Regions from separate parts of the Sus scrofa genome. Here regions 2, 3 and 4 are each linked to region 1. The links are chromatin contacts, called in public Hi-C and promoter capture Hi-C maps. All regions are on one chromosome and are shown on one strand. The core of a region is the stretch at or near the end of the contact, and the rest is flanking DNA. Distances in the headings are between cores, read along the strand shown. Region 1 holds the start of FAM208A (protein TASOR). Region 2 overlaps ARHGEF3 (rho guanine nucleotide exchange factor 3). Region 3 holds the start of ARHGEF3 (rho guanine nucleotide exchange factor 3). Region 4 holds the start of IL17RD (interleukin-17 receptor D).

What was found. Promoter capture Hi-C pulls out the DNA fragments that hold promoters and counts their contacts. Hi-C and Micro-C count contacts between places; a contact is called where the count stands out from the background.
Region 2: a Hi-C map of omental adipose tissue shows a contact between it and region 1, with 2.1 times the contacts expected there. The contact joins the enhancer-like site here to the promoter of FAM208A in region 1. A contact is called at or near these places in 3 of 5 promoter capture datasets (fetal liver, fetal skeletal muscle and liver), 5 of 47 Hi-C or Micro-C datasets (embryonic fibroblasts, liver, omental adipose tissue and 2 more) and 1 of 2 datasets of contacts at active chromatin or transcription factors (skeletal muscle).
Region 3: a Hi-C map of epiblast stem cells shows a contact between it and region 1, with 2.0 times the contacts expected there. The contact joins the promoter of ARHGEF3 here to the promoter of FAM208A in region 1. A contact is called at or near these places in 2 of 5 promoter capture datasets (fetal liver and liver) and 1 of 47 Hi-C or Micro-C datasets (epiblast stem cells).
Region 4: a contact with region 1 is called in a promoter capture Hi-C map of liver, with 4 times the contacts expected there. The contact joins the promoter of IL17RD here to the promoter of FAM208A in region 1. A contact is called at or near these places in 2 of 5 promoter capture datasets (fetal liver and liver), 3 of 47 Hi-C or Micro-C datasets (embryonic fibroblasts, retroperitoneal adipose tissue and subcutaneous adipose tissue) and 1 of 2 datasets of contacts at active chromatin or transcription factors (skeletal muscle).

What each region holds. Positions count from the first base shown.
Region 1 is chr13:38,555,950-38,558,649 of Sscrofa11.1, reverse strand. FAM208A (protein TASOR) reads left to right here and starts at 1,394. Exons shown (of 24, transcript XM_003358482.4): 1 at 1,394-2,020. The coding sequence starts at 1,408.
Region 2 is chr13:38,832,429-38,835,128 of Sscrofa11.1, reverse strand. The region is part of intron 2 of ARHGEF3 (rho guanine nucleotide exchange factor 3); the gene reads left to right. Among named protein-coding and RNA genes, the nearest start is that of ARHGEF3, 92 kb to the left of the region's middle. Within about 2 kb of position 1,303, at least 5 of the 83 cell types and tissues checked have an H3K27ac peak or open chromatin away from gene starts, as enhancers often do. A contact at or near this core is called in omental adipose tissue and retroperitoneal adipose tissue, where this site is marked.
Region 3 is chr13:38,924,175-38,926,874 of Sscrofa11.1, reverse strand. ARHGEF3 (rho guanine nucleotide exchange factor 3) reads left to right here and starts at 1,276. Exons shown (of 13, transcript XM_021068992.1): 1 at 1,276-1,378.
Region 4 is chr13:39,005,277-39,008,004 of Sscrofa11.1, reverse strand. IL17RD (interleukin-17 receptor D) reads left to right here and starts at 1,284. Exons shown (of 13, transcript XM_021068996.1): 1 at 1,284-1,512. The coding sequence starts at 1,387.

The DNA.
Region 1 (2,700 bases), core at 145-2,644:
AGGATCCGGCATTGCCATGAGCTGTGGTGTAGGTTGCAGACGTGGCTCAGATCTGGTGTTGCTCTGGCTGTGGTGTAGGCCAGCAGCTGTAGTTCCAATTAGACCCCTAGCCTGGGAACCTCCATATGCCTCAGGTGTGGCCCTAAAAGGATAAAAGACAAAAAAAAGAAAGAGAGGAATGGAGGGAAAGTACTTTATTTGGAGTTAAATAGATCTGGCCTCAAATTATGATTTTGTTAATTTGTTCAACTCTTGCAACACTTTTTATTTATTTTTTATTTTTACAATATTGTGTTAGTTTCAGGTGTACAGCTTCCCATTCTTTTCCATTATAGGTTATTACCAGATACTGAATGTAGTTCCATGTGCTATGCGGTAAATCCTTGTTTATGCATAGTACTGTGCATCTGTTAATCCCATTCTCCTAATTGCAATACTTATTTTAAGTTGTGCATGATAGTATCTCCCTAATATGTTGTTGTGAGGATTAAATATACGTAATATATGTGAATTGCTTTGTGGGGTGATTAGCATGTAGAAAGAACCCAAGATATACTGTATTCACTGTAAACCAAATAAATAGTAGTTTCAACCCAATTAGCATAAGCTATTTAAAGGTCTTTTACTCGACTGTGAAGAGAAAGCGATCACCTGCTGTGGGTTTTTTTTTTTTTCCGCGTGTTTTTTTAACGTGGCGGCAAACGATTATATTTTTTAGTATACACTATGAGAAAACTGAAACACGAAATCTAAGAGCCAGCAGCACTTCTTTCCTCAAGCTCTGCAGAACCAAATCCTGTTAACATTCAGCTGTGGAAGTCTTATCAAAGGATCCGAGGTATTGACCCTTGCTGGAGGCGTGCCACAGGTTACAACCTAGTAAGATAAAAGGGGGGGGGGACAGGTGGGAGTAATCTGTTGTAAAGATGCAAAATCCGGTAGAACGGCAGGTAGGTGAAGCAGGCCCCCCCGAGGCTTTCAGGCTCTTATCGCTGCAGCCCACTTGCTTATCATTACTCCAGGCCTTTATATGCACGCAAATATTTCACAAAGCCGGGATCGTCCCACAACCATTGCCTCTATTCTCTTTTGGCCAAAGTAAATCCTGCGCGGAGAAACGGGGTAATCTTGCCCAGAAAAAGGCGAAGCCTGCGTCCCCAGGACCTGGCTCTGCGCGCCTCCTTCGCCCTCGCCCTCGCCGGCGGCGCTGGCCAAGCACTGTCCGGGATCGTTCAGCTAGCCGGGAGGCCCATCCACCCCGCAGCGCGCCGGGGCGTCGAGGTACTCTCTGGGCGTTGCGGTTGCCCCTTTTGGCGGGCTCGAGCTTCCTGAGGCTCCGCCCCTGGGCGCCGTCCATCCGCACCCGCGGAGGCGGGCGCCGCGCCCCCATTGGCTGAGGGTTCCGCGATGTCCCCGCCCCCTCCCGGCCCCGACGCCAGCACGTTGAGTGGCGGGGGCCGGCCAAAGAACTGCCCGAGAGAGGAGCGGCTCCGGGGTTTGGGCGGCACGGTTGGGGCGCCCGCTTCGGGGCCCCTGAGAGGCTGCTGGCCCGGGATTGCGGCCCGCGGCCACGGGGGGAAGGGGGTGGGTGGGCTGAGAGCAGCTCGGCGGCGAGGCCGGCCCGCCGCCCCTTCCCCCCACCCCCGTCGACCTTGTCGACAGAAGGTTCCCGGAGCTCCTCACGCCGGCGGGATGGCGACTGCAGCGGAGGCGGAGGCCTCTCCGCCGACGGACGCGAGCTGGGAAAGTGGTGGCGGCGGCGGAGACGACGAGATGAAGCAGGCGCTTCCGGAGCTTGAGTCCACCCCACAAAATGGCGGCGGCGTCAGCATCGCGGAGCCCGGCGGCGGCACCGGGCCTGAGGAGAGCGCGGCTGCTGAGGCCGCCCCGAGCCTCTGCCACGAGCAGCCTCAGGACTCCTCTGAGGCGGGCGCGGCCGCTCTGCCCAAAGGCCCCGAAGAGCCCGAAAGACCTGTTAGGAGGAGTTTTCAGATCCCCAGGAAGAGCAGAGAAAAGAAAGGTGGTGCTTCCCCTCTTCCCCAACCCCTCTCTCTCTCCCCTCCATCTTTTCATTAGAACCTCTCTGTTTCCTTCCCACACCCATCCGAGACACGTAAACACGCATGCAGCGCCGGCCGCCTCTCCCCTCACTGCCACGGCCGCCCAGCAGCTGCGCTTTGGTGCGAGACGAAAGCGGTGGAAACCACGCTCTCCTGCTTCCCCCCTCCCGGTGGAAGTTGGAAGTAGTTCAGGTTTGAAGCGTGTCTATAAGGCTGCAGCTCCCAGAGAGGAAAGATGGTGCTCGGCGCCCCTCCCTCCCAGCCCCTGAAGGCAGAGAAGCCGATGTGTCCTCCTAAGGATGCTTCTGAGAAGTCTCACGGTGGAAATTACCCGTGGCCGTGGAATCTGGGGCTTACTCCAAGGCCACTGCGTTGAGAGGACCACAAGTGCTTCTCCCTGTGGAAATTCTTCAGCTATCTGTCTACTTGAAATTTGCTCGATGTCAGCGTCTTCTCTTGTTTAGAAATCTCCGTTAGATGTGATTCATGCAACACTTATTTTCCATCACACTTCATTTCCATGTAGATTTTTTTTTCTCATTTTTGAGGCGTTAGGGCTTTCTAAATCCAAACTTTAGTATGTTTTTTCTCGAATTTGAGAAAATTGGGAAGGTAGGTAGGTTCTTGGTGCAGTAATTTC
Region 2 (2,700 bases), core at 54-2,553, 280 kb before region 1:
TCTGAGCACTCAAGGAGGGGACTTTACCCCTTTAGAGCTGCAACGTCTGTGCTGTGTCTACTGCTGTCTGTGCATCTGAAGCCTTAGAGAAATCATTAGGGGGAGGTGTACAGCTTTTTAGAGCACAGGTTCAGACAGAATCGGAGCCAGATGGGCACGACATGTATAAACACCAATTAATAAACACTTGGCTCCAGATGAGCCTTGCTCGTCAAACTCATGACCTTCTCACCTCCATGGTCCGGGCCCTTCCTCCCATTGGTACAAAAACGATAGAGATGGGTACAAAAACCAGAGCATTCACAGGCCAGCTGGGAGGGTACATTGGGACATGCAGGGCACTGTGCTTTTCTTGGGGACATTTAAATTCCTTCCAGTGGATCTTTTGTTTTTCCCCATCACATTAAAAAAATTTTTTGTTTTATTGAAGCATCCCCCATTACCCCACCACACTTTTAATCCTATTGATGCTATTAATAATAATGTTAGGTAACATTTACCATGCTTTCACTATTTGCCAGGCACTGTGCTGAAGGGCTCTTATAAGCGTCCGCTTGATTAAGCCTCTTAAAAATCACAAGATGTGGGGGAACTGCTGGGGCTTCTGAGGCTTTGTGAGGGTCAGATCCTTGCTGAGGGTCATTTAGGTAGTGAGGGGGGATCCACATTTGACTCTGCTGAGGTGTTGCCCAGACCTGCCCATCCCCCATTTATTGAGTCCCAAGTATGTCCCAGTGTGGGGCAGATACAAGACGCAGTGCACCTCTGGCTAATTTTAGTTTTGAGTGTGCTATTATTTGAATATTTGAAAGGAGAAAGGAAGGAAGGAAAGAAAGAAAAGGAAGGGAGGAAAGAAGGAAAAGAAAGGAAGGAAGGAAAGAAAGAAAAAGAGGGAAAGAAAGAGAGGAAGAACGACCAGCTCTCAGGGAGCATACATCTGAGAGTGGAAGCCCAAAGGAGTCCTGCATTCCTTGGAAGTTCCCTTCCTTAGTGGCTATGAGGATGGAGATTTAGAAGTTGGGGGAGGTTGGTGGGTCTGGTTCCTTCTTCTCCTTCCCTTCAACGAGAGCCAGTCTGCTTCTGCCAGGTTTATTTCTTGAGTTTTGAGTCTGATCAGGTTTGACACATGGGTTCTGCTGCTGAAAGAATGAAGCCAGCCTCTGGCATAGCAGCTTGTAGCTAAGAGCATGCCTGGGGCATTATCCACCCACGTTCCCGGGGTTCCTTCCTCTTCTAGCTCCCTTTCCCATGGCTCCTTCCCTCCTTTGCCAAGCACTTCCTTCCCTGGCTCCCGCTGGGCCTTCACATTGCCAGCAGCTCAGCTCAGCTCAGCTACTGATGGTTGGCAGGGCTGGGAGGCTGAGCCCTGGACTCAGAGCTGAGCTTCCTCACCTGCTGGCACACTGTGCACGCGTCCTGGGCTCCAGGCTCCTGCTCTGCGAGATGTGGTGTTAACAGAACCTACCCCTCAAGTTGTTGTGCAGATTATATGAGATGGTGGCACCAGGTTTTTGCTTTTTGTCTTTTTAGGGTCGCAGCCATGACATATGGAGGTTCCCAGGCTAGGGGTACAGTTGGAGGTATAGCCACTGGCCTATGCCACAGCCACGGCAACACTGTATCCTTAACCCACTGAGCAAGGTCAGGGATCGAACATGCATCCTCATGGATACTACTCAGATTTGTTTCTGCTGAGCCATGACGGGAACTCCTATGGCACACCAGTTTTAAACATCACCTGGCCCAGGTGTGTAAGTGTTCACAATCTCTGGACCATAGTGATGATTATTATTAGTATTACAACAGCCATAACCACCCTGTTTTTCTCCCAACATTGTCAAGAGGGTTCCGTGCTCTTTTTCTCTCCACTTCTTTCTCACCCGCTCGCTCCTCTGAAGAGCTTGGCCAACCAGCTGCCACCCCCACTGCTGCTGCTCTGAAGCAGTGCCCCAGGTTGTTGCCATCTCCTGACAGGCAGTCCTGATTCCCAGACAGCCCCCACTTTCTGAGTCAACAACCCCAAGCCAGCGTCTCCTTTGGGGAAGTTTGGGTATTACTGACCATTTTGCAGATAAGCGACCTCAGGGAGAGGCTGAGTCAGGGGTGTGCACAGAGCTCAGGATTTGGTTACAGACATAGCCAGGCAGGGGGACCATGGGCTCCTCCTCCTCTGCTCCTTCCCAAGCTGTAATCGGTTCTAAAAAGTTGTGGTTAAATTGTCAGGGGGTGAAGAAGGTGGCAAGCCCATTGTTGTTTTCTGTGACCCTGTCCCTGAATGAAGAGATTTCCTTCAGGGGGAAAATGATAGAAAGGAAGGAGCCACTGCTGCTCCGAGCACCACAGGTGACTAAGTGGCTCTATGGGAGGGAAAGGCAGGTGAAAAAGACTACCTGCCGCATGATCCCACTTATGTGACATTTTGGAAGGGGCAAGATTATAGGACAGAAAGCAGATCAATGATTGCCAGGAAGTGGGGTGGGAGGAGGGTCTGACTACATAGGGGCTGCACAAGGGATTTGGGGGTGATGGGGCAGCTGTTTGATTGTGGCAATGGGGATCCACCTGTGAGTGCTGGTCAAAACTCACACCTGCATATCAAAGAGTGAATCTGTATGTAGAAGTGTATTTTCAAAAATGAGTTAGGAGTTCCTGTTGTGGCTTGGCATGTTACAAACCTGACTAGTATCCCTGAGGATGCAG
Region 3 (2,700 bases), core at 27-2,526, 370 kb before region 1:
AGGGCTCACGAGGCACTGGATTTGGGGTCAAAGTAGTGGAATGAAGTTGCAGCTGTTGGTTTGCTGGTTTGCTCAAGATGCTCGATTTCTGGCCCCAAAGTTGGGCTGTGGGTTAGGAAGAGGCCACCCAGCACTATGAGGCCAAGTAACTGCAAAGAGAGACAGGGATTGTAATGAAGAAAGTCTCGTTTGTGCTGGAGCAAGTTCTGACTGAACTCCTCATGCCAGTCACAGGGGCCCAGGCTGGGAGATTTACAGCCCAGTGGCTGTTGCTAGGATAGGTCTCTCCCAGGAAGCCCTCAACACCCCCCCACACACACCTGTGAGGTGGAATGAGGGGGTGGTGGTTAGAGCTCACCCGGTGAAGAGAGTGAGGCAGTCCACTCAGAGCCTAATCCGTCCACTTATTGGTGCCTAGGCCTGACAAGAGCTCTCCAGGCTGCCTTCATCTTTCTAAGCTTCAGTTTCTTCATCTGAGAAGTGAGTCCACAAAACCCCTATACCTCACAAGGCTGTTGTGAATATTAAAGTAGATAAGCACATAAAAATGCATGACTGGCGCACAAAAGCAACTGACGAATTTTTTATTTTTATCTTCACCGTTTTATACTTTCATAAGGGCCCATAACTAGAGTGTAGGGCTTTCCTGATCTTTTGGGGTCCTGAGGACTATAGGCGTTTATCTGTTGAGTGAATGAATACAGCGATTAGTTTTAGTATTTGGATTGCCCTATTTCATCACGGAGGACTCAGGCCACTGCCAGCTGCGGCTCTTTAAAGCTCAGCGTTTCCTACGAACTTGCTAGTCGCGGGGATTCGTCCTCGTTCTCACCCCTACAGATAAGGAAAAGTGAGGCTTGGGCAGGACCCGACACGCCCCAGGTCGGCCTGTCGGCGGAGCTGGAGCTTCAACCACAGGCGCCCGCCCTCACCCTCCAGGGCAGCCCCTGCTACTCTCGGCTGGTCGCCACAGTCCCCTCTCGCTCTGACACCTGTCTTGAGAGCCGCCCCAGGGAACGCAGGAGCAGGGATCCGGCTGCACACCCTGACGTTAAATTCTTTCCGAACTAGGTGTTGAGGGATGCCCCGGAGGCCAGATCTCTCCTCTTCCCTCCCTAGCCTTCTCCAGGATCTCCTCTGGGCTTGAGGCGAGGAGTGCTGAGCGGCAGGCGCGAGTCAGTGCGTCCGGGTCTCCAGCCACCCGGCTTGGGCGCCAGCTAGGGTCCCGGGCCCGCCTCCCGCCCACGTGGCCTCCCAGGCCTCTCCACGCCCACGCCCCGCCCCTCCTCGGGGAGCCGCCCCCACAGCCGCGGCCGCGGCAGCTGTAGCCGTGGTTCGCTCTGCAGCCTAGCGGGTTGAGCCTGAGCTGGGCGCCGAGGTGAGTGTAGATGGCTGGCCTGCAGCCCCTCTGCTCTGCTAGACTTTCCCTGACTGGACAACCCCATTAGCCGCCTCGGAGCGGGACACTTTCCCGGGCTGGCTCCTCTCCACCTTCACCCACCAGGCCGGAGCTGGGCCCCACCCCATCCCGGTGCCCGCGGCGTGCTCTACGCGCTGTCTGGCCCCGGGCACTCTGGGCGCTCGCGGGCGCACTGGGCGCTTGAGCGCGGCGCAGGTAAGCAGTGTCACTACAGCCCAGACCGGCTGCCACTCGCGCTGTTGACCCTGACTTCGGTCTTCTTGGTAGCTTTTGGGCGAAAGTTCTTGGAACCACTGCCGGGGAGGTGCCACCTGTCCTGGGGCGCAGCCCCTTTACTCGGGTGTCGGGCACTGCAGGTCTGGTCTTGCAGAGCTGCTGGTCACTTCACCGCGGAGAATCCAGCTTCGGGTGCGCGGGGCGGCGGCCGAGGTTTCGCGCGCCTCACCCAGTGCTGGCGGCTGCATGGTTTAAACTGTGCGGCCAGAGGCTCCTGAGATAGAAGCGGGGGAGGTGGACACCAAGGGGTTAAGGTGAACCTTGGTGCCTCATAGCCAGAAACGGGTGAGCGTTTTTCTGAGTGTGGAGGTTTCTACCAAGTCGGTTTCCCTTGGGCTTTGTCACGCGGAAGAATCGCGCTTGTCCTATCAGCGGCAACATCATGAGCTGAAAGTTGCTGAAACGGAGCTTCTTGTTCCTAGAGGGCTTTTGCTCCATTTAATGCCTGAACCGTGCTTCCTTCCAGCACTGGGTGAGGATGTGAGAACTGCACAACAGTAGTTGTCTTGGATGAATTAGCAGAAACTTATTTTTAAGCAGTTCATGTACTACCCAGCTATCACCACTTTCTACCCTGGAGTGTGGAAGAGGACTTTTGCTATGTCTGTGTCTTAGAATAGTCTTGGGAAAGTTACTTCACCTGTCTATGCCTCAGTTTCTTCATCTGTAATGTGGAGGTGATAATAGTTCAAACCTGAAAGTGTTGTGTGAGACTAAAGCTCTTAATGCAGTGCCTGGTACAAGCTAAGTTCTACCTTGTTAGCTGTTATTATTATGGCTGACATCTAACAGGGCGTCGCTATCCCGAGCTCTTCAGCCAGGTTGGTGGGCAGGTCTTGGCACTTCCCCTTCTTTTGCTAAGGACCTGAATTATTTACACAGTAGCTGTGGTGTCCCCTTCAGCCTTGAAACACTTGGGCTTGGCAGTAATACTTCCTATGGTTAACCAGCCTTGTGCAAAATGTATCTCAGAATGTGAGATTAGAAATGACCTTTGTCAAGGA
Region 4 (2,728 bases), core at 35-2,534, 450 kb before region 1:
AATTTTATTCTAAATGGCCATTGAATAAAAGCCACCGTGGAAAATTTTAAATCAGGAACAGGCAATGGTCTGACATCTTTTTGAAGATCACTCTGAAACCAGTGTGGAGAAATACATTGTATTTGGGAAAAAATGGAAACAAAAAAAGAAGCCCTTTGGATGTTGTAGAGGAGGAGGTGGTAGCAGAAATGAGGGCGGGGGCAGTGGAGAGGGTGAAGAGGTGGGATTCAAGAGCACAGATATAAGTCAAAGGGGGAAGGGGCTTGTGGCAAAGTTGTATGATTTGGGCCACTCCACTTCTCAGCTTCTTCTTCCAGAGGCACTACTCACTTCCCAAGAGTAATTTAGACAAGCATAGTGGTTAAGAGTATTGTTTTTGCCAGTTTGGATTTGAATCTCAGGTCTGGCAGATGCTAGCTGTGTGACTTTATGCAAGTCAGTTAACAGATTAGCATTTGAGTGTTTGCTATGGATTAACCAATATAATCTTCCCCAGACTAGGACATTTAACTCCTGTTACTCCAGTACTCAGTGGGTGGGTACAGGAATGGGGAGAGAGCAAGTTCTTTGTCCAAGGCCCCCAACAGGATTTCTCAAACCACCACATTACCCTAGCTTTTCTGCGCAGAAAACTGGAATAACAATAATACTGCCACTTTCAGGTGTGTTTGGGAGGATACAAGAGAAGACCTGGCAAATCATAGGTGCTTGTAAGTTATTATTAAAACTATTGTAATCATATCCTTTGTGTTTTCCCAAGTTTTGCAGGGAGTAGGTATCACCTGGACAAACCTTTGGATTAAAAACAAAACAAACAAAAACAAAAAAACAGTTCCGCTCCTGGCTCAGCGGAAACGAATCTGACTAGCATCTGGGAGTTAGCAGGTTAGATTCCTGGCCTCGCTCAGTGGCGCTGCGGTGAGCTGTGCTGTAGGTCGCAGACGCGGCTTGGATCTGGTGTTCCTGTGGCTATGGTGTAGGCCGGTGGCTGCACTCCTATTCGACCCCTAGCCTGGGAACCTCCATATGCCGCAGGTGCGGCCCTAAAAAGACAGAAACAAAACAAAACAAAACCTCTCAGGTGAGGGGGAAAAACTGCAGCTGCCGGCCTCTGAAACAGTTTACTCGGACACCGGCTGTAGGGCTGTGCTTAGAGGTCAGGGCGGGGCCAAAGAGGGCTAGACCTCAGGGGCTGGGCCAAAACCTGAGGGTCGAGGCTGGGGGTCGGACCCGGGGAGAAGGGGCGGGGCTAGGGTCCGGGGCGCATGCTCTGTAGTGCAGCCTGCTCAGCCTCGGCGGTCGGCGCCACCGCCCACTCGCGGCTGGCCAGCTGCAGGCTGCCGGGGCGCAAAGTAGCGCCGGGCCGGGCTGGGCGAGCGCACGGCCATGGCCCCGTGGTTGCAGCTCTGCTCTGTCTTCTTCACCGTCAACGCCTGCCTCAACGGCTCGCAATTGGCCGTGGCCGCAGGTGGCTCCAGCAGAGCTCGGGGCGGCGACACCTGCGGCTGGAGGGTAAGAAAAGGACAGCGAGAAAGTTTCTCACTGTCCCTCAAAGCGCGGGGGCACAGGTGCTCGCGGGCAGTGGAGCCCGCGCGGACTTGCCTGCTCTCCGCGGAGTATTCGGCGGGGTTGGGATCCTGGCTGCTCCCGCCCTCCTGCCTCCCTCACGGGGCGCGCGTCTGCCTGCCCCGGCTGGGATGAAAGAGGCCGCTAGACCCCCGGCTTTGTGTTGCTAATGAGGCGCTGCCAACGACCGGGGTCCGGCTCCCGGAGGGCGGGCTAGAGGGGCGCCCGGCGGTGGGCTAGGGGAGAGCGCCCCACCCTTTGTTCCGGGCCCGGGGCAGTGCGCCCCAGGGCTGGGATCCTTAGAGCTGTCCGGATGGCGGGGAGAACGCTTCGGAGCTGGAGTGGAGGGTTTTCCTCGACCTCCGGTCCATAGCTCTGCAAAGGCCCGGGACTGCCAGGGAGGGGCCCCTGAGTTTGGGGAGGAGTGCGTCTCCCTCTCGGGACCGCTTTGTTCCTTCTTGGTTGGGTCGCCTTCACCCCACCGTCGGCTCCTGTCTTTCTGGTAAATTTTGCTCCGATGTTCAGCCCTTTGCTTAAAGAAAGGTCTCAGGGATGACCCTCCACCCTCACCCCGCCCCAGCTTGAGTTGCGGATATTTTCATGGTCAAAGGAAAGAATGAGTTTGTCACCTCGGTCGGGTGCCCAAGCACCGACTTTCGCCGTGTGCATGGAGCCCTCTGCCCCTAACTGAATGCTTCTTTGACACCATCTGGGCGGTGTGTCCTGGGGAGGGGTGTGTATGCGGGGACGCTGCCGTCCCCGGTACCCACAAGGTCTCCTGGGCTGGGGCCACTGTAGGACCGTGAGACTGCATCCGTCTGTCCCACCCCCTCCCATCCAAGCCAGGGCCAGCCTTCAGCTTTGTGGGGAGGACACCGGCTTTTCACTCAGGCAGCCACAGACATGCCCTTGGCTCTTCTTCTGGGCAGCCATGATCCTCAGTTTCTTCACCTGGAAAATGGGAATAGAGATTTCCCAGTATCCCCTAGCACTGCTGCTCTGAGGGATGGGTATGGGGGTGGTTTGCTTAGAGCAACATCCACCCACCTCTTGTGAGGTGCTCTGAACTGTCTCAAGAAGTCAAGGCCTAGATCCCCTTTCTGGGTACAGGCTGGTGCTTCCAGCTCACTTTCTTCCCATTGAGAAACAGTGCAGAAAACCA